7 separate regions of the Mus musculus genome follow, and regions 1, 3, 4, 5, 6 and 7 are each linked to region 2. The links are chromatin contacts, called in public Hi-C, HiChIP or PLAC-seq and promoter capture Hi-C maps. All regions are on one chromosome and are shown on one strand. Each heading gives the region's core, a stretch centred on a gene start, on an enhancer-like site or on the middle of the called end of the contact. The rest is flanking DNA. Distances are from core to core; before and after follow the strand shown. Region 1 has its middle 35 kb from the start of Gm46886. Region 2 holds the start of Nfib (nuclear factor I/B). Region 3 overlaps Gm46887 (a long non-coding RNA gene). Region 4 has its middle 80 kb from the start of Gm11412. Region 5 has its middle 36 kb from the start of Gm46886. Region 6 overlaps Gm46886 (a long non-coding RNA gene). Region 7 has its middle 45 kb from the start of Gm11412.

Region 1 (2,929 bases), core at 164-2,663, 610 kb before region 2:
TCCCACATGTATATATGTATGATGTCCTCATCAAATTCCAAAAAATGATTGAATGTTTTTACAAAGATATGCACAATTGCACGAGTACAAAATAAATAAGGGAGAACACTGGAGGAAAGAAAAATAAAGACAGGAAATAAGAATAAGAAGCCAGAGTTAATGCTATTACTGCCAAGCATATGCCATTAAGCCTGGCTTGGTTACTCTTGGGGGGCTGCAATTCTGGCTCTGCGCCTATGAAAAGAAGAAGACGTGACTCACGATGACCACAAGATCAAAACAAAGCATCAGTTCTGAAGAAGTCTAACTTTGCTGGGTCTTAAGGACTAAGAGACTTTTCTCCCAAGGGTCTACATGGAAAGAACACTGTGAAATGCACCAGCTCTTGTCCCCGACAGCATCCATGCAACAGTGTGACAGATACTTTTTACTGGATTTTAAAAATACAAGACACTGGTATTAAAAAACATTACAATTCAGAAGATAAAATAATTGCACAGGGCCAGCAGGACATAGAGCTTATTCTAAAGTATTCTCTCAAGCCTAACAGGTATCCTCAGAGTTGCAAAGCAGAGGAGAGGTGAGGTGGTCTAGACAAGTCCTTAAAGCCTTCATTAAAAATAAAATACTGAGCTAGGCTTTAAGCAAAGACCTCAAAGCATCAGATGATTGGACAGTAGTAAAGGCCACTCCTACCTCGCAGGAAAGAACAAGAATGAGTCAGAAGATGGAAGAAAGTGTGAAGAGAAGCAAACACAAAGATTGAATAAGCGATGAGATTGGAAAGAAAAACTGAGGTCAGACATGCTAAGAGCTTTTCAGATAAAGGGGAGAGAAACACAAAGATAGGTCAGGATCTTGCCTCTAATAGCATTAATAAAAGACAATATTTAGAAGGATAAATCGTACTGTCTTTGACTGAATAAATTTTTTAAAAAGCAAGAAGGAAAACATGTAAGAAGGCTCTTCCCAAAGGGTTCCTGACAATGAAAATGCCCTTGCGCTCAAACAGACACAGCTTATTTGCACTTGACTGGCTGAAGGTAATTGTCCCCAAGGCAACAATGAGGGTACACTCACAACCACAGGTCAACTCCAAAGGCTGGGCCAGGGTTTAAATTTAGACTGTGGTTTGAAACAAAAAACAAAAGCTGTTTAAGGAAGCATGTTTTAGATCCTTCTCAACACAACATAGAGGAGAAGCAGGAGCTGGGAAACAAACTATTTTGGAAGGGGTGAAAAAGATAGCCTAAGCCATGAACACGGGGAATGGGCGGTCTGTAAAGAAATGTTTGTATTGAAACCAGAAAGCAGGGCTGCCTCCTTGACTTTCTCACTGAAAAGGAAGTAGGCAAAGAGCATGTAAACAAAGCAGGTCTTGGCATTCTTGCTGGCATGGCTTGGTGCTAACTGGTGAAATACCCAAGAGACTACAAATTCCCCTCCTTGAAGAGAAAGGCAGTCCCTATGCTAATTCTGGACCCAAGGGCAGCTAGTCCTTTGGAAGTGAACAGCCTCCTGGAGCAGTGTTTTGGTAGCCAATAGGTTCCTTAGAGCAAGTTTGCTGTTCCAAATTTGTGTCTCTCAATGTACTTAACCTTCTAGATCAGCAATCATAAGTACCTGAAGAAAGCTTAAACAAACATAAAGGTTTAAAACCTTCCTCCTGCTCTGCCCCAGGTGACAAATACTGTGTATATTGTTTCTGTTTTCTTATTGGCATAATTGGAGGGTTTCAAGGAAAGAAATTCCCCGAATCTTTGGAAGTGAACATAAGAAGAAGCTTCAACTGTTGGTCTAGATTTCCAAAAGCTGACCCAATATGTTGGACTGGAAATAGCACCCACTCCCCAGTTTTCTCAGGCTCAAGTTTCCTTTTTGGTACCTTTGGAAGGAAGCACCCACCCACGACACCCATAGACATGTGTTGAATTTTCTAGGACTCCACATATAATAATCTGCAGGTTTAATATTTCTACTGCCAAAAAACCAAAACCAAAACCAAAACCAACCAACCAACTAAACTAATTTAAACTAAATATATATGTGTGTGTGTGTATATATATATATATACATACATATATATATATATATATATATATATACACATATGTGTGTGTGTGTGTGTAGTGTCTATATACTCTATATACATAGAGAAACAACAACAATCACTTGACTAAAAGACAAAACATGTAACTCTATGCTCCAATTCTACTCCTTTTCTCATGATACTAGCCCAGTGTACTTTTCTAGGGTTTCGGTCTTCTCAGCTGTAGACCAGGAACCAAAGCCTCCTTCTCTTCTTCCTTTTAGGCTGCTGTTGAGACACAAACTGGGAACATGAAGGTCATGAACAAGGTTATAGACATAAAACCCTCAGTACTGAACTAAGAATTGTAGCATTAGCCCAGTGAGTTTTCACAGTGGAGAAAAGGTTTCCAAATCCCCTTTCACCCTTTTGGAAAGAACCTTTCTTGTTGGGGTCATTTCTACAGAGCTTTCGATATGTACCAACAAAAAGAAACTTCAAGTTGAACCTTCAGTGTGCTATTGCTGTGATTTGATCAGTGGGTTGTCAGGCTGTATCACCTTCCTGGGTGTGTGGCTGGTAGGAAAGGAGAAGCCAGGAACTTTGCTAAGTAATCCATCAAGAGCTCTGACTTTCAAGTTTTAAGTAAGGGAAATGATAAAAGAGTCCTTTTCTCATGTACTTATACCTTGGCCCTTTGCCATCCTCACGCACTGAGCTACAAGGGCCTGGAAAAGAGCCTGGGCATTACATAAGGAAAGCCACCCTAGCATTTGGGAGACAAAAGAACAGCTTTGAGAATGAGGTTTTTTTCCCCCAGTTAGACAGAAGCCAATTGGGCCAACTCAGGGCTGGAGCTCATAGAAGTCTAGATCTAAACTTAGCTGAACTCGAGATACT
Region 2 (2,984 bases), core at 17-2,516:
GCCGGCTCTCCCCGCTCGGGCGCTGGGATGGGCGCACACGGCAGCCGTGGTCCCACGCCGCCCGCACAGCCCACCGCAACTCCGCACTACTTCTCGGGGAAGACCAGGGTGTGCCAAGGTTAGGCAAAGCCTTTGAGGGTCTGCAGCACAAGAGCAAGAAGACACAACAAAGGCGTCTGGGGCCAGAGAAAGCTCGAGAAAGCGACCAAGATAAGTACCTGAGTGAGACAGATGGGAGAATACATCATGACTTCGCCTTAAAACGCACTTTCCCGGAGATGCCCAAGAAAATCTTCCAGAAGCAAGGATTTCATCTATTCATTTTACAGTCATCTGAGCCCAGCGATGCGATCAATCAGGACGGGGCACTGCGCCGGTTCACCGCAACTTCGCAACAAACCCAGTCCTCCTTAAATAGCCAAAGATTCAAGTTCACTCGGCGAGCTAGATTTCCCGGGGTGAAATCCAATCTACACTTTTAACCCTCTTGCGGTTCGCGCGCGCCGGCCGAGCTCTCCGAGGCTGCCGCCGCTGGTGCAGGCTGCTGGTCGCCTGGTTTAGGGGATTTGTTTTCTGTTTTGCAGTTGTTGTTGTTGTTGTTTGTTGTTGGGGGTTGGGGTGCGCGAGGGTTCGGTGTGGGTTGGATTGGGGTGATGGTGGGTGGTGAAATGTTTTTTTTAAAAAAAGGCGGGGAGGGGGGCGCAGGAGGCCAGGCGGTGGGGAAAGCGAGGAGAATGTGTCACCGCGCTGGTAAAGTTCAAGGTTACCGCCGCCAACACTGCAGCAGGATCCGGGAGTGGCGATCGCAGGCGAAACTTTGCTGCGAGCCGACCACGTGTGTGCGCGAGGGGGAGCGCAAGCGAGTGCGCGCGGGTGGCGGGGCGCGCGCAGGAGAGGGCCGGGTGGGGGTGGGGGTGGGGGGGAGCAGGGAGAGGCCGGGGTGAGGGAGGGGGCGCAGGCGCGGAGCTCCCGGGCGGAAAAGCCTTTGCTGCGCTCCTGCCCCGCCGCACCGCCGCCCGCCCGCTTCGCCCCGGGTCTGACCCGCCGCGCGTGGACTCCGCTGCCGGTGCCGCTGGCCACAGCCCACGGAAAGGATCGGAAGGACCTCCTGAAAAAAATCCCAAACGATCGATCCCGCTTGGCTGCAAACTCCTCTTTTCTGTCCTGGGCTCTATTCCCCCTCCCTCTCTCGCTTTCTTTCCTTGAAAAACTTGCAAGTTGAAAGATTCACCGGTTCCACCCTCTGGACCCCGCTCGAGCTCTCTCCAAATCAGACTTAAGGATTGTTTTATTATTTAATTACACAATCACCGCTTTACTCCTCCTCCTCCTGCAAACGCGCGTTCCTTTTGCACCAGCCTCTCCACACCCCCCGCCCCCCACCTTCCTCCTCCTCCCGCGCGCCTCCCCCAGCCCTCGCGTCTCTCCCCCTCATTTGTTAAAGGTATCAGACCGGTGCCACAGTATTGGGACTTTTCTTTTCTTTTCTTTTCTTTTTTCTTTTTTCAAAAATAGCTCTTCTCTCTGCCACTCTTCGTTTACCCCCGAAAACCCGCCCAGGGAGAGGTTATTTCACTGCTCGCTGCAGACGCTCAAGACGCGAGAACATCCTAAGGGGAGAAGCCCTGAACCGGCCTGGGCCCAAGAAAGAAACGAATGGAAAATTCCCTCACACCCAGGCCGCCCCGAGCCGGGGCTAGGGCGCCGACTCTAGCACCCCAGGCGGCTGGAGGGAGAGGGAGGGTGGAGGCGGGGGCCAGAGTGAACTTGGCCTCCTGGAGTTGCAGCGGACGGGCGCGGAGCCCGGGGCGCGGCGGGCAGCCCAGCCCGGAGCTCGCACTGGCGATCGGAGAGGGGCGCCGGGGTCCCCAGGGTCCCCCGAGCCTCGCCGCAGCGGCCCGCCCTCCCCCGGCGCCCGGTGCACGTGGCCGCGCTCGGAGCGGGAAGGCCGCGCCACCGCTCGCCCCTCCTCTCCTCCTCCTCCTGCCGCGCTGGCCGCGTCCCAATCCCCACCCCCAGAGCCCGGGGCGCCGGCGGAAAGCGGCTCCCTTCCCGCGGGGGTGCGGGCAGGGCGGGGCCGCGGCGCGCCCGAGGCTGCGGGGCGGGAGCGCGCGGGGTGCGTGTGCGGCTGCGGGTCTCCCCGGCGGCTCCCGCCGGCTCCCCGCCCCGCCCCCCGCCGAGTGAATGAACTTGATTCCCGGGACCCTGGAGGCGACCGGCCAGCACCCCCTTTCGCGCGGGCACTCTCTCCCACACACACCGCCCCCCAAATTCCGGGTTTCCGCTAGGGGTGGGTGGGGAAATGGAGGAATCAAAGGCTGCCCCAGACAATGGAGAAAGAAAAGTGAGCGCCCGGGGCTCCATGTCGCCCTAGCTTGGGGCCGCCGAGCGTTTCCAGGCCCCCCGCGGCCTCCCGCTCCCACCCCGCGTCCTGGACTTTCCCCCCCTCAACTTTCTCCAGTCCTCGCACTCCTGACCACCGTGCCCTCCCCCAGCGGACCTGAAAGAACCAGTGACTTTTTCCTTCCCCAAGTGGAAGTTACCCACATCAAGCATTTCACAACGACACATCAAGAAAAGTAGGCAGGTTCAAGTCAACCATGAAATGGTCACTTTTTAACCCCGTCCTGTCCTCATTAGGGAAATGCTCAAACACAGTCCGTTTTCAAAAAGCGCTCTTAATGAGGCGAGCTTGCCAAGTCTACCAGCTGCAGCCCCTGTAAACCAAGAGCCTGGTGAAGAAAGGCGCAGGGGGTGGGGAGGCGGGGAGGGCGGCGGGTCTAGGAGGACAGGTAAAGTCGGGGGAAACTGTGAGAACCGGGGCGAGTTAACCCTTTAGGGCACGCGCCACGGGGAGCGGCCTCCGTGCCCCCGCTAGGCAAATCCTCTAGTTAGCGTTCTGACAACGTTAATTTCTTTTGTACTGGTCATTTCTTCTTCTTGAAAAGCTGGGACAAAGTTGACAGTCTTTATAGATGAAAGGA
Region 3 (2,935 bases), core at 33-2,532, 680 kb after region 2:
CCACTGGGATCACCCCTTCTCAGATCGGACACAAGTATTCTCAGGAATAAATTGCCTTTGATTCAAAGAACAAATGAGAGGATAGACTAAACCTGCCTGGAATGACACCCAGGTAATTCGATACGCACATGCTAAACAGTGCATGCACAACACAGGAATGCCAAAAACACATAGAGCCAAGGATCCACAGAGTGGCCCCAGAATAGCTATCACTCCATTGCCAAGGGCTCTGAAATAAGACTAAGAAAGGAACTTTCTTGCTTGAGGTCATCAAAACATTGTTAAAACGAGAACAAGCCTTCCCACAGTGTTCTTTGAAGACCACAGTGTACGCTTAGAAGTGGACGTTTCCTTGGCTGAAAGCCAGTCTCGTTCCTTTCCACTGATCAGATCTCTTGCTGAAGACTGTCTGAAGGGAAAGTGGCCTAGGCATCAGATGACCCAGGAAACTCATCCCTGGAGGTAAAATTGATACCAGTGACCCAACGTTCTGGAGGGCACAGTGAGGAAAGGAAGCACACCCACTTGCCTACCCAGACTCCTTCAGTGCCTGTCAACAGATGGTGAAGATATAGAGCTAAAGGGTAGCATGAAGGTGTGGCCTGTAGGTGTGATCTCAGGTGGACTGTAAGTGTGATCTCAGAGTGGACTGTAGGAGTGACCTCATATTGAGCTGATGGTGTGATCTCAGAGTGGCCTGATAGTGTAGACTCAGAGAGACCTGATAGTGAGACCTCAGAGTGGCCTAAACCATAATGCCTTTGATTGCTCCAGCAAATTCCCAAGTACCAAAAATCTCTGATTTTCCCATTTCAACTCTCTCTTCTTGTTAACTGGAGACAGAATCACCAATAATGTGTGTGGGTTGTTCTTTTTTTCATGCCTTTGTTTACATCTAATGGTGTAGCCTTGTGTTTCAAAAAATATTTTCTCCTTTCCATTACTTTGATGATAAAGATCATTATCACCCCTTCAAAACAAAAATTCTGTACCAAAGCTGGAATACTTCATGAGAGAGAAGGTGCTTCCGTGTTCTTGAGAGCGAACAGTGAAGAGCATGAGTCCCCATTTTCTGGTCTAAGCATGAGATGACAGAAAGTGGGGTCACTCAAACAACTCAGATTGCCCCCGCCCCCTCCCAGAACAATAACACTGGGAGCAGCTTCTGCAGCTCAGAGGAAGCAAGTGTCTCTAATTAGGGAGCAAGAGCAGCTGAGGTAACTATTCTGGCAGCTGAGAAATTGCCTGATTTCTGTTTGTGAAGGTTGCCACCTACTGAGGAGCCTGCAACACTGCACCCGGCCTGAAAGAAAGGGCAGAGGATAAGGAGAAGGCAGGGTGAGGACAATAATACACAGGGGCATGGTGGACGGTGCCCACATGGCACACAGCATAGAGTCATGGTTATGAGAGGGTTCGGGTGGGAAATTGCATGTGGGAGAGGTCTACCTGAGCCTACAGGGCTCCGTGAAGCTTCTCCAAAGGGCTGAGGAGAGAGTGTGAAGCAGAAGTCAGGGGACTCAAACACCGAAGGAAGGAAATAATGGCAGACCCCAGGTGGTGGCAGCACTGGCCATAGAAGACCATTTGCCCTAATAATTTGTATTAAATGATACTTGACCCGGAGGGCTTTTCGAGGATAAATTAGGACACCCCCTCCCCCCAAAAAAGTTGAAGACTCACCAAGGCCTGACAGAAGTGCCCGGCAATTAAGAATCAATGAGCAGGTAAAGATGCCCCTGGGGGAGGCACAGAGAGGTCTTTGTGCTCATAAACACTAGGGAACCTGGAATGTTAAACACACAGGGCTGTTCCTTCAAAGGAAGGGATATACACCCTGCTACCTGCCCAGAGATCTGGAAGCAGACGTAGTTAATAACACGGTGATCTTTGTGCTATATGAGTGAGCTGGGGACCACACCAGACACTCCCCAAAACTCCTATCGTGAGCTTATTTTTCTCAATCTACAGAACTCATCTCTACCGAATGTGTCACAGGTACTTTACAAAGGATTTCAACATAGTCACATCCGATCTTTATTTAGCTTACTTTGTTCTTCAAGGAGGTTTATGTGGGCTTCATTGTGCACATGTAACCAGGAAAGTTTCCACCAAATTGTGCACTGCTTTAATATGCCTAAACTACTCGAGGTCAGATTCCCACAGTTTGGACCAATACCAGCTATTTAGTCGTGCTGAACGAAATTGCATGCTGATCATTACTCTGCTGGATGTGGTGGTTGTAGAGAACACACACACACAATCCAATCAGAAATCTCTGGACAGAGCTGGCTACTGTGACTCACACCTGTGATCCCATGTGTTCAGGATGCTGAGGCAAGAGGATTGAAGTCAATTTCAAGGCCATACTGGACTGCATAGTAAATTCCACGTCAGCCATGAGTGAGAATCCAGTGGCTGTGGCTCCCTCAAGAGCCAGCCCTGTCCCCTAAGACACGAAAGGCAGCAACTGGCCCACAGAAGAATGTCCCCATGTTTCTAGACCATTCTCTTCTTTTAAACATCCCATGTTTCTGTTGCTAACATCAATGGATCGGAGGGGTGGGGAGAAATACTCCTGGGGCCAACAGAGCAGCAGAGAAAGCATGCAAGTGCTAACAAGGACTCCAAACTCCAGGAAGAGCGTGAGGCAAACAAGTTAATCTGGGTGAAAAGAGACAGGCAAGAGCTTTTTACTAAGGAAACCGGGTTTTGGCCAGTACAGTAGTTTATTCAGAAACCTCGGGCCTAGTTCCACTGTGAACAGCCATATTTGTTTGGGCAAGTCACTTCAATTCTTAGTCTCAAAGAGAAGGCCCTGAGCACAATGATAAGAAACAAATGCCCCTATGGTCGTTTCCCAGGGTTTGCCGACACCCATCTTTCAGTCTTGTGCAAGGGAGGGCCCAAGGAAGGGAGGTAAAAGGCAGACAAC
Region 4 (3,358 bases), core at 791-3,290, 680 kb before region 2:
AAGAGGTCATTATGGGAAGAGAAAAGAGTCAGACCCTGAAAGACAAATGCTGTCGAATCTCACTTAAACAACACCCTAAGAGAACAGAATTTTAGAAGTAGAATAGGGCAAGTGAGTGAGTGAGAGGGAAATGAGCAGATGTAGTTTATGGGTACAGAGCTTCAAACCATATGAATATAGTTTGGAAACTGACCACATAGCATGGTGAACATAATTAATATAGTGTATTGAACATTTCAGAAATATGAAGGGATCTTAAATGTTATCGCATACACAAGAAGAAAACTGATTAATTTTAGATCACAACACACATCTAGCAACACATCACATTATGCATCAGAAACACAAACAATTTTTATTTGTCCATTATACCCTCATAATGTTGGGGAGAACAGTAAATGAAAAAAAGATGGAGAAAAGTCAGGAAGTCAGGCAAGGCATGCCAATAATACAGGGCATCAAATTGATTATGTTTCTCTTTAGGAACCTAGTCTCAAAACTAATTGCTTCTTTATGTAGGATTCTTAGTCCTGACCTCAAACTGAGTAAATAATGACAAGTCTCGTTCTTTAATAAGCATGATAGGATTAATATAATCAATTTTCACACCATATCCTAAAGCTACAGGGCATTGAACTTGAAATCTGGAAAACCCATGTTCAAGGTCTCCTGTTGTAAGTTCTGTTCATTCTGGCAACACGTTTCTCTAACTCTTAATTGTATCATATGAATACTGGAGGCAACAGTGAGAAAGATGTAAAAGTGTCTGTTTTCATTGGTTTCTTAAGGTTCTGTGATTTTGAATCAGGGTCTTATCATGTAGTTGTGTCTAGTCTGGAACTCACTGCATAGCCCAGGTTAGCCTTGAACTTGTGGTCCTCTTGCTGTTACTTCCTAAGGGCTGGCAGGACAAGCATGTGGGACCCTATGTCACACTAGACTATGGTATTCATTAAAGCCTCTCCTAATAGTAAAATTGCAATTTAAGCCAAAAGAAACAGAATATAACTCTGTCTGTCATGGTTGCAGGATAGTCTCTACCTAGTTTCTGTACTCGAAAGAATATTCTTGTCCAAGATGCTGAGATTTTGCCTTTTATTTTACACCAAACATGGACAGAGGTAATTCAAAGCATGACAACTCAAATTGCCAAATGAAGTACAGTTCGATGCTGACTTTGCAGTGTTAGTGATTAGGTTCCATTTGCTCTTTCTTTGCCAAGTTCTGCAGCGTTCATGCTCCCAAGGGTTTTCATGCAAAACCCTAAAAGTCTTAATAAGAAAGTTCAGGTGCAAAAGAAATTTCTAGCTTCCTGGAGATGCCACGGTGTGCGGAGATAGCACTGTGAACCTGTCTTTTGAACAACACCTAAAACAATATGCCCAGGCTAAGTAAGTGTTGCTTCCAGAGAAAGGCAGGCATTGGTTGAGCTGTGTTGCAAGCCTGCACTCTTCCATCCATCCTAAACTCTGGTCCTCAGCTTCTTTCTCCAGGTTGGCTAGCAATACGTCTGTTCTTAATTTGTGGTCAGCTGCATGGGTGAGTTCAGCATAGCTAATTTTGGAACGAATTAGTTGAGGTAGAACCTTTGACAGGAGCCGAGTATCAAAACCTGAATTCCTAGGTCAGTTATCTGGAGTTTGCTATAATGGGGTTTTTCTGAATCAAGATGTCACCATGTTGGAGTCCTAGGATCTGCATCAGATGAGCAAATGCTGAAACAAGGCTGTAACACCCACACGGTTGTACCAGCAGTAGGTGTACACAAAGCCATGATGTTCAGGACTGCATGAATGCTGAAGAATGATTAAAACTGAACTTCAAGGAATTCGGGTTTTAAACTGTTAATGTGCAATAACAACCTCGTGGGTTGGAATGAAGTGTTTGAGTTGATTTCCACTAGAAAGTTTTGGCTTATTAGGGTTTCCAAGGGAGACAGAGGTTTTTAGCTTCCTGTTTGGATACTGGGAAGCTTGTCTGGATTTCCTCTGGTTGATCTACTGCAGATACTGTAAGTGTTCCAGACACAGTTCTGAGGTACAGGGATAGCAAACAGCAGGCCCAGGGAGCTCTGCTTCTCCACAGCATGGAATTAATTAGGCTGCACACTGAGTGCCCCAAAAGTTTATTCCAGGGTGATTCAACTGAGGAGGAAAACGTATCCACCTTTCCTATAAAAGGCCATGTTATTTCTTAAATTGAGATGGAGGAAGATGTACTCTTATTTATAAGCCGCCGAGGAAAAGATTTCTAATTTGAAGTATAGATCTTATTTAATTTAAGAAGTTTATAAATAATGTTAGTTTCTGTGTCACAATATGCTCTCCTTTGGAATGTGAGTCAGTGGTAGGGTGCCTGCCTAGCGTGTGTGAACATGGAATAGAATTTCAAAGAGACAGGGTCCAAGACTGGGGTTAGATATAGAACACAGGCCAGTCAGGTGACGATGTAATCTCTGCAAGTTTTCGTTTCTCCTTTCTAGCTTCAGTAGCAGTAGGAGTGCACTGCTGACTGTTTTCTTGGCCAATCAGCCAGAGGTGTGGTGCTGACTATTATGTAGTACCAGCCAATCTGCTGGCTTTCCGTGATTATATTCACAGCTCTGAAGAAATGATTGCACTGGCTACTTTTTAAGTCATATAAAGATCAAATAATATAATATACAAAAAGGCCTTCTTGGAAAAATCTGAAACTCTGTCTCTACCGCCATGATGATTAGAAAATAATATAGCTTGAGTTTCAATGAAGTATAATGATAGAAACATTTATCACTACTTTAGATTTATATTAGTGATTCGCATCACAGAAACATTTGCTTCAAAATGCTACTGCATGACTCTAAAAATATCCTTTCATATACCTTTTCATATTAATTTGCTTGAGCAGAACACATTTATATTAAATGATTATGGCATCCCTGTTATTATTCTTTCTTGTTAGCTCAAGTAACAGGTTTATCACAGAACTAAAAATGTATTTATGCTTTTAATTATATATTGTTTGTGTTTATCTGTGTGTTTATGAGTGACACGCCAGTGGATGCCCACAGAGGCTAGAAGATATCATGGACCAGAAGTTACACTGACTGTGAGTTTGTTCATCACCAAACTGGTACAAGAGTAGCAAGTGCTCTTATCTGCTGAGCCACCTCTATATCCCTAGAACTAAAGAAAATTTTGTAAGAAAGATTTAGTTAAGTAGCTTAAATAATATCTATAGGCAGAGAGTCTTTGTTTATGCTGCTGTGTATGATGAGATAAAATCCAATGTTAAAGAGAAGATATTCTGTAGGGAACACGCTGAAATGTGGTATTCCTTGTATTTATGTTAAAATTAGATTTAAAGACAGCTCTTCCCA
Region 5 (3,340 bases), core at 675-3,174, 540 kb before region 2:
CTTTATAATTTTAATTAAAATGTTCACTACATTTATTTATTATAGAGTAGTGCATGCCACGGTGCACATGGGGAGGCCAGAGGAACAACTTATGGGAGTCAGTTCTTTCCTTAGAACATGTGGGTCCCAGATGGAACTCAGGTCATTAGGCTTGGCAGCAAGCACCTTCAACTGCTGAGATATTTTGCAGCCCATCCATCCTTCATCATTTTGATTATAGATCTCCCTACAGCTTGAAAGCGTCTCTTTTTATTCACCTGCTCATTTGTCCAGTTGGTCGTTCTCTCGCTCATTAAAATATACAGTCCAAGGGGATAGAGGTTTTCTCTGTAATGTATTAGGTTTTACCTGCTCTTAGGAGGCATCCAAGTCCATGAATGTTTGTAGAATGTGAAAGAGACCATTGATTAGTGATAAGTACCCATCTATAATCCTATACACACACACACACACACACACACACACACACACACACACACACACACACATATATATATATATATATATATATATATATATATATATATATATATATAATTTTTACTAGATAATACTCTTATGTACTCAACAATCATAATTTTAAAATCTACATGTTTATCCTAATGTGCGTGCGTGTGTGTGTGTGTGTGTGTGTATATATGAATACTACAATACTGGGGTACTGGGGAGTGGTAGTCTCTGGAACTGAACCTAGAAACCAGTTTATATTTCTTCTATGACAGGGCAGCTGTCTACCTGTTCATTTCTTTTGTTCATAAGATGACTGTCATTCTCCCTTACCCTAGTCTGATTTAGAATCTGCTCAGTAGCTGCAGCCCTCTTTACAGTTCATACCTACCACTTCCATGTGCCTAGCCAGTGGTAACTATGCACGATCTGATATCTGATATCATTATGAGTCCTCTTTACAAAGTTTGGGGTCTGGTAATTCAACTTTCTTTAGAGTCACTAGTTTAACTCCTTACTGAAACATAGGACATTGAGCCCTATCTCCAATGGTATAAACCCTCCCAAAGCAAACCCACAGATCTGATATTCCACAACAATGAGTTTGAGGCCACACATGAGGCAGCCACTGCTGGCCACATCCCAGCTGTGCTGCAGAAGGGTGACTAGCAGCCATGGTTTCCAGCTCAGGCTTCTGTAAGGCATCTCCAGAGGCGTTGGCAGTGTTAATTGCTAGCTCCTTCTGGCATGCCAGCCATGCTTCTTCATCGGGAAGACCATGCCATGTGCAAATAGCCCCCTGTGGTACTGCGACAGAACCCACATTTGGCAGCAAGCAGCAACATTTTAAAAGATGTTTTATTTGCTTTAGAGTTAGGTTCATTATGCCCTACCCCATCCTCCTGCTGACATTTGGGGACTGAAATATGTTTTTTTGTTTGTCTTGTTTTGTTTTTGTTTTTCCCATTTGTGGTGGGATTTCATCAGGTTACAAAGTTCTGTGTCCAGTGAGATTGTTGCAGAAGGGAGCCCATAGCTGAGTGTATGGACTAGTGTTTATATTCAGGAGTGTGGGAGCAAGGAGCTGTTACATGGGAAGGGAACACAGTGGGAAAAAGAATCTTCCTCTTTCTGAAGCCTGTGACTGACTTCCGTTCTGCAGTACTGCCCCACATGACCTAAGTCATTCTCATATCATTTTAAATTCTCCCTGTAGAGCTCCTCAAAGGGAGCCTTGGTTGTGACAAGCAAGCTTCTGTGGCTGACTTCCTGTAAGCAGAATCTCCACATCATTTTTCTGCCTGATTTAACTTGATCCTTCAGTAACCGGGATTTAGCCAGCTACTCTATGAAACGACACCAAGTCACATTCCCAAGGTCCGTAATATGCCATTCATTAGGATGACTCTCTTGGCATCCACTGTGGGTGTCCTCTTGCTACACCGTAAGACCTAGGGCAACAGAAAGAAGCCAAGCCACTGAAACAGCTGCTGTAGGAAGCGCTGTGGTCAGAGGGCCAACGCCAACGCCAAAGGCATGCAGCAACTGAAATGCAGATGTTCGATTTGGCAACACGACATGGCATGTGGGCCGTTCTGAGTCAGTGAACCAAGTGGGGTGACAAGGGTTTTCTTCTTACAGAGTTTGTCCTGAGATTGAAATTGCTAGATTGAATTCTCTTACTTCAAGAGATTAACTGATTAGCTACTGGGGACTCATGCAGTGAGAACATTTTGTTCTTTCTTGTCCCTTTCGTGGGATAGATCTTCAGGTGGAACAAAGAGATATGTACTCAACAGTCCTGCTTCATCTGAAAAGCCACCACTGGGGAGTCTCCCAGACACATGTGAAACAGAAACTCTTTGTTCTTGAGGCTCATAATCTAAGTTTCCTATCTTAAATTAAAGACAGGAAAAATAACACAAACAAACAAACAAACAAATCTCATACTCATCTCCAAGGTTGACACTTATACTACTTAGCTCTCCTAAGTTATATGTGCCTTCCCTAAAGTTTAATAGAAAGCTCTAAATTCTTCCACAAATTTCACATGCTGAATTCCTCATTGTTAGCACCTCAGATAATTATCTTATTTGGAAATTGAGTCAAGAACATGTATATGTATGTGTATGTGTATGTGTATGTGTGTGTGTATGTGTATGTGTATGTGTATGTGTGTGTGTGTGTGTGTGTGTGTGTGTGTGTATGTGTATGTGTATGTGTATGTGTATGTGTATGTGTATGTGTATGTGTATGTGTATGTGTATGTGTATGTGTATGATCAGTGTAGTTGAGATAAGGTCACAGTAGAGTCTAATGTGTATCTTACCTCATAAGATTGTTATCCTTATTAAAGGGGATATTGACCAGAGACATGTAGAGAGAACAGCATGTGAACAGAAGGGCAGAGATAGAGCAAGGAACACCAAGAATGCCAAGGAATATCAAAGTCACCAGCAAGTCACCAAGAACTAGGGGGATTAAAGGTGTGGAGAGGGATTTTGCTTCCTAAGGAGGGACCAAACAAAGTCACCACATAGGAGTACACTATAGTATTCTGGGACTATTTATGAGAGAGGAAGTTTCTGTCCTTGATTCTGTTTGTGGTGCTTGTTATAGCAACCTTAGCAAACTAATTCATACAGTTATTGCTTTCTGGTCTGTGGGCCCCCATCGTTCAAATTAAAGTCCTTGGGCTAATTCTCTCCACTAATTTTCCACACACGCTTTAGGGATTAAAAAGTTGAAAATGGATGTAGAAAATGAACAGATCCTGTTACACCGTTTTCAGTATCTTTTCAGTGTATTTAACAAAGCTATTGGTAAACCCTATATGAGTCGAAAAGTCAATGCCCTTTCGAGGCCACGGAAAAGGAGGATTTTAAGGCCACGG
Region 6 (2,938 bases), core at 363-2,862, 570 kb before region 2:
ATCCTGAATAATAAAAGAATAAAAGCGTAACCCCAGCATTCGTCTGCTTCTCCTTCTGACTACAGAAGCAATGAGACCAGCTACCTCCATCTCCTGTCGCCATGATGAATCACCATTCAAATGCCACTCAAAGTAAACCCCTCCTTCCTTGAGCCGTTTTTGTCCTGTATTTTCTGAGCAATGAATAAAGTCACTTGTCACATGATAACCTACATGAGCATCTTCTGAAATAGCCTAGGACTTTATCTTCACCCACCCTCTGATATATCAAGCTATCTGAAAATAGCGTTTCTGAATGACTTAGATTGAGTACCTCTTGCCTTTAGAGATTCAACCCACAAGTTTCGTACTCTTTCCTTTTGTTTTAACATTGTTTCTGAATTTCATTCCTTCAATTTCAAACTAATGGGGGGGGGGGTAAATTATATACATTTATGCTATATATAACATATATAATATATATTGTTTGAATAAAATGAGTATTTTCCACCATTGCTATACCAAAAGGAAGCACTGTTTTGTCATAACTTATAGCTATTGAATTTTTGAAGATTATGCTCAGATTTTATTCTTTGTCATCTTTGCCGCTTCTAGCACCAGAATTCAGGGTACAGACACAGAGTGTGTGTATTCTCCTTAGTGTGTATTCTCAGTACTCTTTCTTCAGCCCCAATGTTCAATATGTTATAAAGAGCTTTGATCACAAATGTTTGCAGACTAAGAGATAAAATTCTGGGGTAGGAGAAAAGAGGGGTCGTATCTTGGGTTTCTCGATAACTGTATGTTTAGGGGCAGCTTATAAAAGTTGCCTGGTTTTGTTTTGTTTTGACTAGAGATGGAGAATACCTACCTGTAAATTCTCAAGGCCAGTGGGTAAAAGCAAGCATTTGCATGAAGTGGTGAATCTGGTAACTGGCATATAGCAAGTATTGTAAAATTAGAAGTTTTCTTAATGATTTGGTTAATAATTCTAAACATTTGGAGAAGAGAAACAATTCACTATATTTTCTAACTTCAATTTTTTGTAAGCTAGCAGTCTAACAATAATAGCTTTGTGTCTTTACTATAAGATTCTTGTTTGTATTTGTAATTGTCTCACAAATATAGTTTTCTGTTCATTTACTTGTTTTGTATTTTTAAGACAGGTACTTGCTATGTATTCCTTGATGTATGAGAAGTCACGATCCTTTTAATTCATTCTCCAGAGTGCTGGGAATTCTTGTATTCAGCATGACAACCAGCCTAATGAGAATGATTTTCAAGTCCCTTCTTACCTTCATTCTTTGAATTGAGCCAGCATCCATATTGTATTTTCAAAGGAATGGCACTTACTGCTTGACACTACTGCTGGACTCTAAAATAAGAGCCAACCAGAATTTAGGACTGAGTGAGCAAAGGGCTCTGCAAAGCTCCAACTGGTTTGTGTAGCAAAGAGCAGGCAGGCAGGACTCCTTCTCCTTCACCTCACACAAGGGAAGGATTGATCCTTCTCTTCCTCTTCATCCCCCACATCCTAAACAGATTTCCTGAAAGACCTTCTGGTTACGTTCTCATCCCCTTGGCAAGGCAACTTGTACGCTGAGCCAGTCAGCTGTCTCATTGAGATTCACTGCCAGGTGGACAGCTTTGATGGCAAGGAGGTGGCGTTCCGCCCAGTTAAGCAGCTTTCAAGCCTCAAGCCATAAAGATGAGCTCCTGGCCCTTCTTCCTCCAGGAGGATGCTGCAGACATATTGCCTGCCCTTGGAAGTACGGCTTTCCTGTGGTGCAAATTATTGAGCTGTGCAGAACACCTTACTTATTGCTCTCTCCTCAGAGCACTGGAGACACAGACCTTGTCCAGTTTCTTGTGTCAGCTTTTCTTTGCTAGTGCTGTTCAAGTAATTAGCTAGAGTTGGAAGCAAGAATTAAGTTGGAGGAATTTAATCTCAGTTGATGCTGCTCTTTATATCCACCAGGAAAAAAAAAAGAGTGCTATAAAACATGAAGGAAGTGAAGGAGCTCATGTTTCTGAGTATTTCTTTTATAATGGGCCTTGCATTTTCAACCAAACACACCAACAGCTGTCCTGTGGTGAGGAAACATGTTATGTGCTCTTGCCCATTTTATAGACAGGAATACTAAGAACAACAAAAAAGATTTAAAGAAGACATTTAAAAACCAACAGAATTTTACATTTTTTTAAACCACATATGTAATATATGCTAATTTTAAATGGAAAATAGTTAAAAAGAAGTAAGATAGTCCATTAAATTAAGAATTAGAAAGAAGCACACTGGAGGAGTCCTGAGTTGCTGGCTCATGTGCAAGGAACAGAAAGGTGAGAATTTTCCCCCAGAAACCTTGTTTGGAAGTGGTCTCTTGTGTTTGCACCAACTCACTCCTTCTCGGAGGAGATAGAGAGAGATACAACCTCGCTCTATGCAAGGGATGACCATTTTCCTGAAACCTTAGGCCTCAAAAGAATGTGTAAGAGTTTTCCAGCAATCCATAACCATTTGGAAAATTCAAAGGCAGAAATGAGCCATCCATGGTTGTCTAGCAAGAGAAACAGGAAAGACTTCTTGCTCATGGGAGCCATCAGCCAACCTAGCGATGCCCAGATGAGGGCTGCAAGAATATTTCCTGTAAGGACACTGAGGGAAGGAAGTTGAGACCATTTGATTTCTCCCTAACAAGGCATTTCTTATGGGAGTGTGGGGCCTCTGGACAAGCTATGTGGAGGACCACAGGAAAACCTATGAGGCAGCATCTGGAGCAAAGAGAACTGTCATAGGTAGCTATTGTGTTTCGACCTTGGCAACTAAACACCAGAGTGAGACAGAAAGGCACGGAGCTTGGGGAATGTGCTCAAAGTGAACTACATGTACTTGTATGAAAATTACTGAATGCCATGAAAACACCAGCCAAAGTTTTCTGAATGAATCGATAAAAGCAAA
Region 7 (3,208 bases), core at 278-2,777, 720 kb before region 2:
GGGTTTTTTACAATCTAATTTTAATAAGGGTTCAGCTTCTCCTGTAGCCAACCACACAGCAGAGGTTGTGGAAGAGAAAAGTTATTAGTGTATATTGGAAGTGGACCTGTTCAGCAATAGTTCTTTGGGGAGCAAGCTTGATCTTCTTAGGCAGCAGTTTAATCTCATAGCAAACACCAAATATGACTCAGCAGCTGCAAACCAGTCCTCCAGGGCAGGAAGACACCACGCATGAATTGTTAGCTACAGTCCAGTCCTTTCAGCAAGCAGTCTCCGGGCATGAACCAGCAACTCTAGTTGAATCCTGAAGGAACCGTTGCTAAGGTGAGGGGGCAGAAGTAGCAAGCTGCCACAGGAACTTCACAAGCAGTTTTTGGGCAAGTTTCTCTCAATGGTAGTGTTATCACAAGTTGAGCTCAACAATGCTATGTATGGTAAACCAATACTTGTGTGTCTTTAGCAAAGAATAAGAGGCAGAGCAAACCAGTGTTCAGTGCTCATCTCCCACTGACTGTGGGGTCATATTTATACTCCTTCGTCAAGCGTCCTTTCATGTGTTTGCTATATCAAAACATTCTTTCACCTGTGTCTGCTTCAGGAAAACATTCTCTCACCTGTGTGGCACAGCAAAGCATCATTTGACATAACTAACTTTCCAAAGAAACTAGAAGTTTCCACTGCAGGCAATTGTGTTTTCCTAATTGGAAATAACAAAACCATCCGCACATAGAGTAGTCACTTCTCTATGAGTCTAAAGTAAGTTCTGCAAAACTCTCCAGGATGTAAAATGGAAGAAAACTGAATCAGGTTTCTCACTGAAATTCCCCTGCTTCAAGGTGTTTAGAAATGATTCAAGTTATAAGATTGAAATAGACCAGGACAGGAATATTTTTGAAAATTAATCTGTCTTCATACCTGGCTAGCATTTGTGTTGTTTTCAACTGCTCTTTAATAATCCCAAGTTTTGAACATTAAACATTTTCATATAACATTACTGGCAGAATGAAACTGTCAAACTCCAGCGGAGGCAATTTAATAGCTCACTTTCTCCTCCCAGAGCCAGTGAGGTGAGAGCTTCTGGAATAGAAACATACTTGAAGACAGTTTCTTCTCCAGAAACTTCTTGCACTTGGAGAAGGTTCTAGCTGCTAAAAATAATTGAATCTTCTACCAATATTTCATTAATTTTTCTTATTTTCTCCTGGGAAAACTAGAAGGGCATTCTTTAGCTTTCAAACTGTAATTAAAGAATGCTTAGTCAAAGCTGAACATCTGATTAGAAGAGAGTTGAAAATTACAGGTGCAGATTCTGGGAGGGTGGTGGTAGGCATTGCAGTGCTATTGTTAGTTCTGCCAGTGAAAATAAGGCCTGGGAAAGCCAGAGGGTGGAAGTTCCTGCACTATCCAACGCTAGTCTACTTTTTTCTCTTGTTCAGTGAAATCTAAGTTTGTGGAGCCAGAAGAATGGGACGGTAACTCTGGAGACCAAGCACTCACTGCAAATATTTACACCATCAAATGCAGAGCCTCATGGTCAGCTGTGATGCTGACAGTCCTGTATGGCACTCATGATGGGCCTTCACCTTGAGGATAGGCCAATAACAACACAGAAAATCACTGAAGAGAACAGACATGACTGCCATGAATTAAATGCTTCTCCACATCGTCATCATGTGACTTTTTAATTCACAGTGTGAACCTATCTGGACAGCTAAGTATTCCACATTTCCATGGAGAGGCACTTACGACTTGGGAGGTGGAGTGGTGGAGTGGAAAGAACATGATTTAACTCATAAGCCTAGGTTCCCATCCAGCTCATACACTTAATAGCTCATAAACTTAGGCCAGCTAGTCTCTCTGTCATTGTTTCCTCGTTTTAAAAGCTCCCACTTTGCGGTGTCTTGTGAGGACACGATTAGAGCAAACATTTGGAGAATGTGTGCTTTGGAAGCCGAAACGGCTACCCCAACACGAATGCTTTGACTTCATTAAATTGGCCAAATGATTTTCCCTCATTGATCAAGCTGACCTAATTTAGCAGTAATAGAAACACACAAGTACTTGTAAGTGACAGTCTTAGGGAATGTAATTCAGCTGGTCCTGAAACATGAATCTTTCCATTAACATCCCATTAAAAGTTTTCTTTTTACAAAGATTTATTTATAGTATTATTTTATGTATTCAAGTATTTTGCCTCTCTCTCTCTCTCTCTCTCTCTCTCTCTCTCTCTCTGTGTGTGTGTGTGCCTGGTACTCAAAAAAGTTAAGATGAATAGATAAAGTCCCTGGGACTGGAGTTACAGGTGGCACCTTACCATGTAGGTATTAGGAATCAAGAGAAGCAAGACACTCATCCTATGAACCCATGAACCAGATCTGATTATTTGCTTTTGGTAGCTGTCTGTGTTGTCTCAATTTTCAGTCACACTCCAACCTCAGTACATAGTTTGCAAAGGCAGTGATCAAGTGATCAATGACCTTACTTGGTCTTTACAGGGCACGGTTCCTCAATACTGTTTATACTGCACACAGCACATTTATTGAGTACTTGCTGAATAAATACCAGAATTCATAAAACATTATTACTACTCCACAATGTTTTAGCCTAAGAACGTGACACATTGATAAACAGAGTTCTAGTCTGTATGGAAATTGGCAAGTAAATATGAACAAAAACTACACACTTAATTTTCTTTTTCTACAAATTTAACTTTTCAAATAAGCACATAAAATTGTTCATACTTATATGTAGCATGAGGGTTTGAAATATTTTGTGGAAAGGTTAAATCTAATTAACAAAAGCATTACAAAGTCATCATTTTGTGACAATACTCATTACCACTCTCCTAGCATTTTCAAAAATATAGTAATTATTAAACTATAGTCATCATGCTGAAAATTCATTTTGATGAGATAATTCTAGGCTATTTGACCTGTTTTATTTTAAAATTTTAAACATAGAACAAAGAAAGTAGTTATGCTGGCCTGGCAAAGGGGTGGTAGTAGATTGTTTTACTGATGACCTCACTAGCCCAGGGAAGTTGGCTTGGTTGCCATTAACAGACATAATTTCCATCCTGTGGAATGGGCCAATTAGGCAGCTGTTGGTTACCACTAACACGTGGGTCCCGTGTATTGTACTTTAACAGATAGATATCTTGCTGTGCCTGTACTTGTTGTAGTTACTAAGTGTGGCCCCTGGGTAGGAC

What was found. Promoter capture Hi-C pulls out the DNA fragments that hold promoters and counts their contacts. Hi-C and Micro-C count contacts between places; a contact is called where the count stands out from the background. HiChIP or PLAC-seq counts read pairs in DNA pulled down with a chosen protein or histone mark.
Region 1: a contact with region 2 is called in an H3K27ac HiChIP or PLAC-seq map of heart atrium, with 4 times the contacts expected there. The contact joins the enhancer-like site here to the promoter of Nfib in region 2. A contact is called at or near these places in 7 of 39 promoter capture datasets (the 3T3-L1 cell line, 3T3-L1-derived adipocytes, the C10 cell line and 4 more), 1 of 484 Hi-C or Micro-C datasets (cortical neurons) and 3 of 115 datasets of contacts at active chromatin or transcription factors (embryonic forebrain, embryonic stem cells and heart atrium).
Region 3: a promoter capture Hi-C map of hippocampal neurons shows a contact between it and region 2, with 10 times the contacts expected there. The contact joins the enhancer-like site here to the promoter of Nfib in region 2. A contact is called at or near these places in 1 of 39 promoter capture datasets (hippocampal neurons), 1 of 484 Hi-C or Micro-C datasets (cortical neurons) and 4 of 115 datasets of contacts at active chromatin or transcription factors (embryonic forebrain, embryonic hindbrain, forebrain and 1 more).
Region 4: an H3K4me3 HiChIP or PLAC-seq map of craniofacial prominence shows a contact between it and region 2, with 5 times the contacts expected there. The contact joins the enhancer-like site here to the promoter of Nfib in region 2. A contact is called at or near these places in 11 of 39 promoter capture datasets (the 3T3-L1 cell line, 3T3-L1-derived adipocytes, the HPC-7 cell line and 6 more), 1 of 484 Hi-C or Micro-C datasets (cerebral cortex) and 8 of 115 datasets of contacts at active chromatin or transcription factors (T-cell acute lymphoblastic leukemia, cardiomyocytes, craniofacial prominence and 5 more).
Region 5: a contact with region 2 is called in an H3K27ac HiChIP or PLAC-seq map of the NIH/3T3 cell line, with 9 times the contacts expected there. The contact joins the enhancer-like site here to the promoter of Nfib in region 2. A contact is called at or near these places in 10 of 39 promoter capture datasets (the 3T3-L1 cell line, 3T3-L1-derived adipocytes, the HPC-7 cell line and 4 more), 5 of 484 Hi-C or Micro-C datasets (the N1E-115 cell line, muscle stem cells, myocytes and 2 more), 16 of 115 datasets of contacts at active chromatin or transcription factors (the NIH/3T3 cell line, T-cell acute lymphoblastic leukemia, a beta-TC-6 cell line and 11 more) and 1 of 9 other capture datasets (pancreatic islet).
Region 6: a Hi-C map of cerebellum shows a contact between it and region 2, with 4 times the contacts expected there. The contact joins the enhancer-like site here to the promoter of Nfib in region 2. A contact is called at or near these places in 9 of 39 promoter capture datasets (the 3T3-L1 cell line, 3T3-L1-derived adipocytes, the C10 cell line and 6 more), 8 of 484 Hi-C or Micro-C datasets (cerebellar granule neurons, cerebellum, cortical neurons and 3 more) and 11 of 115 datasets of contacts at active chromatin or transcription factors (the NIH/3T3 cell line, cardiomyocytes, craniofacial prominence and 7 more).
Region 7: a promoter capture Hi-C map of liver shows a contact between it and region 2, with 6 times the contacts expected there. The contact joins the enhancer-like site here to the promoter of Nfib in region 2. A contact is called at or near these places in 6 of 39 promoter capture datasets (the C10 cell line, HPC-7-derived erythroid cells, frontonasal cranial neural crest and 3 more) and 7 of 115 datasets of contacts at active chromatin or transcription factors (craniofacial prominence, embryonic forebrain, embryonic hindbrain and 4 more).

Annotation. Positions count from the first base shown.
Region 1 is chr4:81,897,413-81,900,341 of GRCm38.p6, forward strand. No RefSeq gene overlaps it. Among named protein-coding and RNA genes, the nearest start is that of Gm46886, 35 kb to the right of the region's middle. Within about 2 kb of position 1,414, at least 18 of the 459 cell types and tissues checked have an H3K27ac peak or open chromatin away from gene starts, as enhancers often do. A contact at or near this core is called in heart atrium, where this site is marked.
Region 2 is chr4:82,504,513-82,507,496 of GRCm38.p6, forward strand. It overlaps Nfib (nuclear factor I/B), which reads right to left and starts at 1,267. Exons shown (of 12, transcript NM_001113209.2): 1 at 219-1,267. The coding sequence starts at 248.
Region 3 is chr4:83,182,224-83,185,158 of GRCm38.p6, forward strand. The region is part of intron 1 of Gm46887 (a long non-coding RNA gene); the gene reads right to left. Among named protein-coding and RNA genes, the nearest start is that of Gm46887, 2.9 kb to the right of the region's middle. Within about 2 kb of position 1,283, at least 33 of the 459 cell types and tissues checked have an H3K27ac peak or open chromatin away from gene starts, as enhancers often do. A contact at or near this core is called in cortical neurons, where this site is marked.
Region 4 is chr4:81,821,756-81,825,113 of GRCm38.p6, forward strand. No RefSeq gene overlaps it. Among named protein-coding and RNA genes, the nearest start is that of Gm11412, 80 kb to the left of the region's middle. Within about 2 kb of position 2,041, at least 13 of the 459 cell types and tissues checked have an H3K27ac peak or open chromatin away from gene starts, as enhancers often do. A contact at or near this core is called in craniofacial prominence and second pharyngeal arch cranial neural crest, where this site is marked.
Region 5 is chr4:81,968,732-81,972,071 of GRCm38.p6, forward strand. No RefSeq gene overlaps it. Among named protein-coding and RNA genes, the nearest start is that of Gm46886, 36 kb to the left of the region's middle. Within about 2 kb of position 1,925, at least 27 of the 459 cell types and tissues checked have an H3K27ac peak or open chromatin away from gene starts, as enhancers often do. A contact at or near this core is called in the NIH/3T3 cell line, the SN4741 cell line, muscle stem cells and 2 more, where this site is marked.
Region 6 is chr4:81,935,944-81,938,881 of GRCm38.p6, forward strand. It overlaps Gm46886 (a long non-coding RNA gene), which reads left to right. Exons shown (of 2, transcript XR_001784536.1): 2 at 1-205. Among named protein-coding and RNA genes, the nearest start is that of Gm46886, 3.3 kb to the left of the region's middle. Within about 2 kb of position 1,613, at least 9 of the 459 cell types and tissues checked have an H3K27ac peak or open chromatin away from gene starts, as enhancers often do. A contact at or near this core is called in cerebellar granule neurons, cerebellum and hippocampal neurons, where this site is marked.
Region 7 is chr4:81,787,019-81,790,226 of GRCm38.p6, forward strand. No RefSeq gene overlaps it. Among named protein-coding and RNA genes, the nearest start is that of Gm11412, 45 kb to the left of the region's middle. Within about 2 kb of position 1,528, at least 6 of the 459 cell types and tissues checked have an H3K27ac peak or open chromatin away from gene starts, as enhancers often do. A contact at or near this core is called in liver, where this site is marked.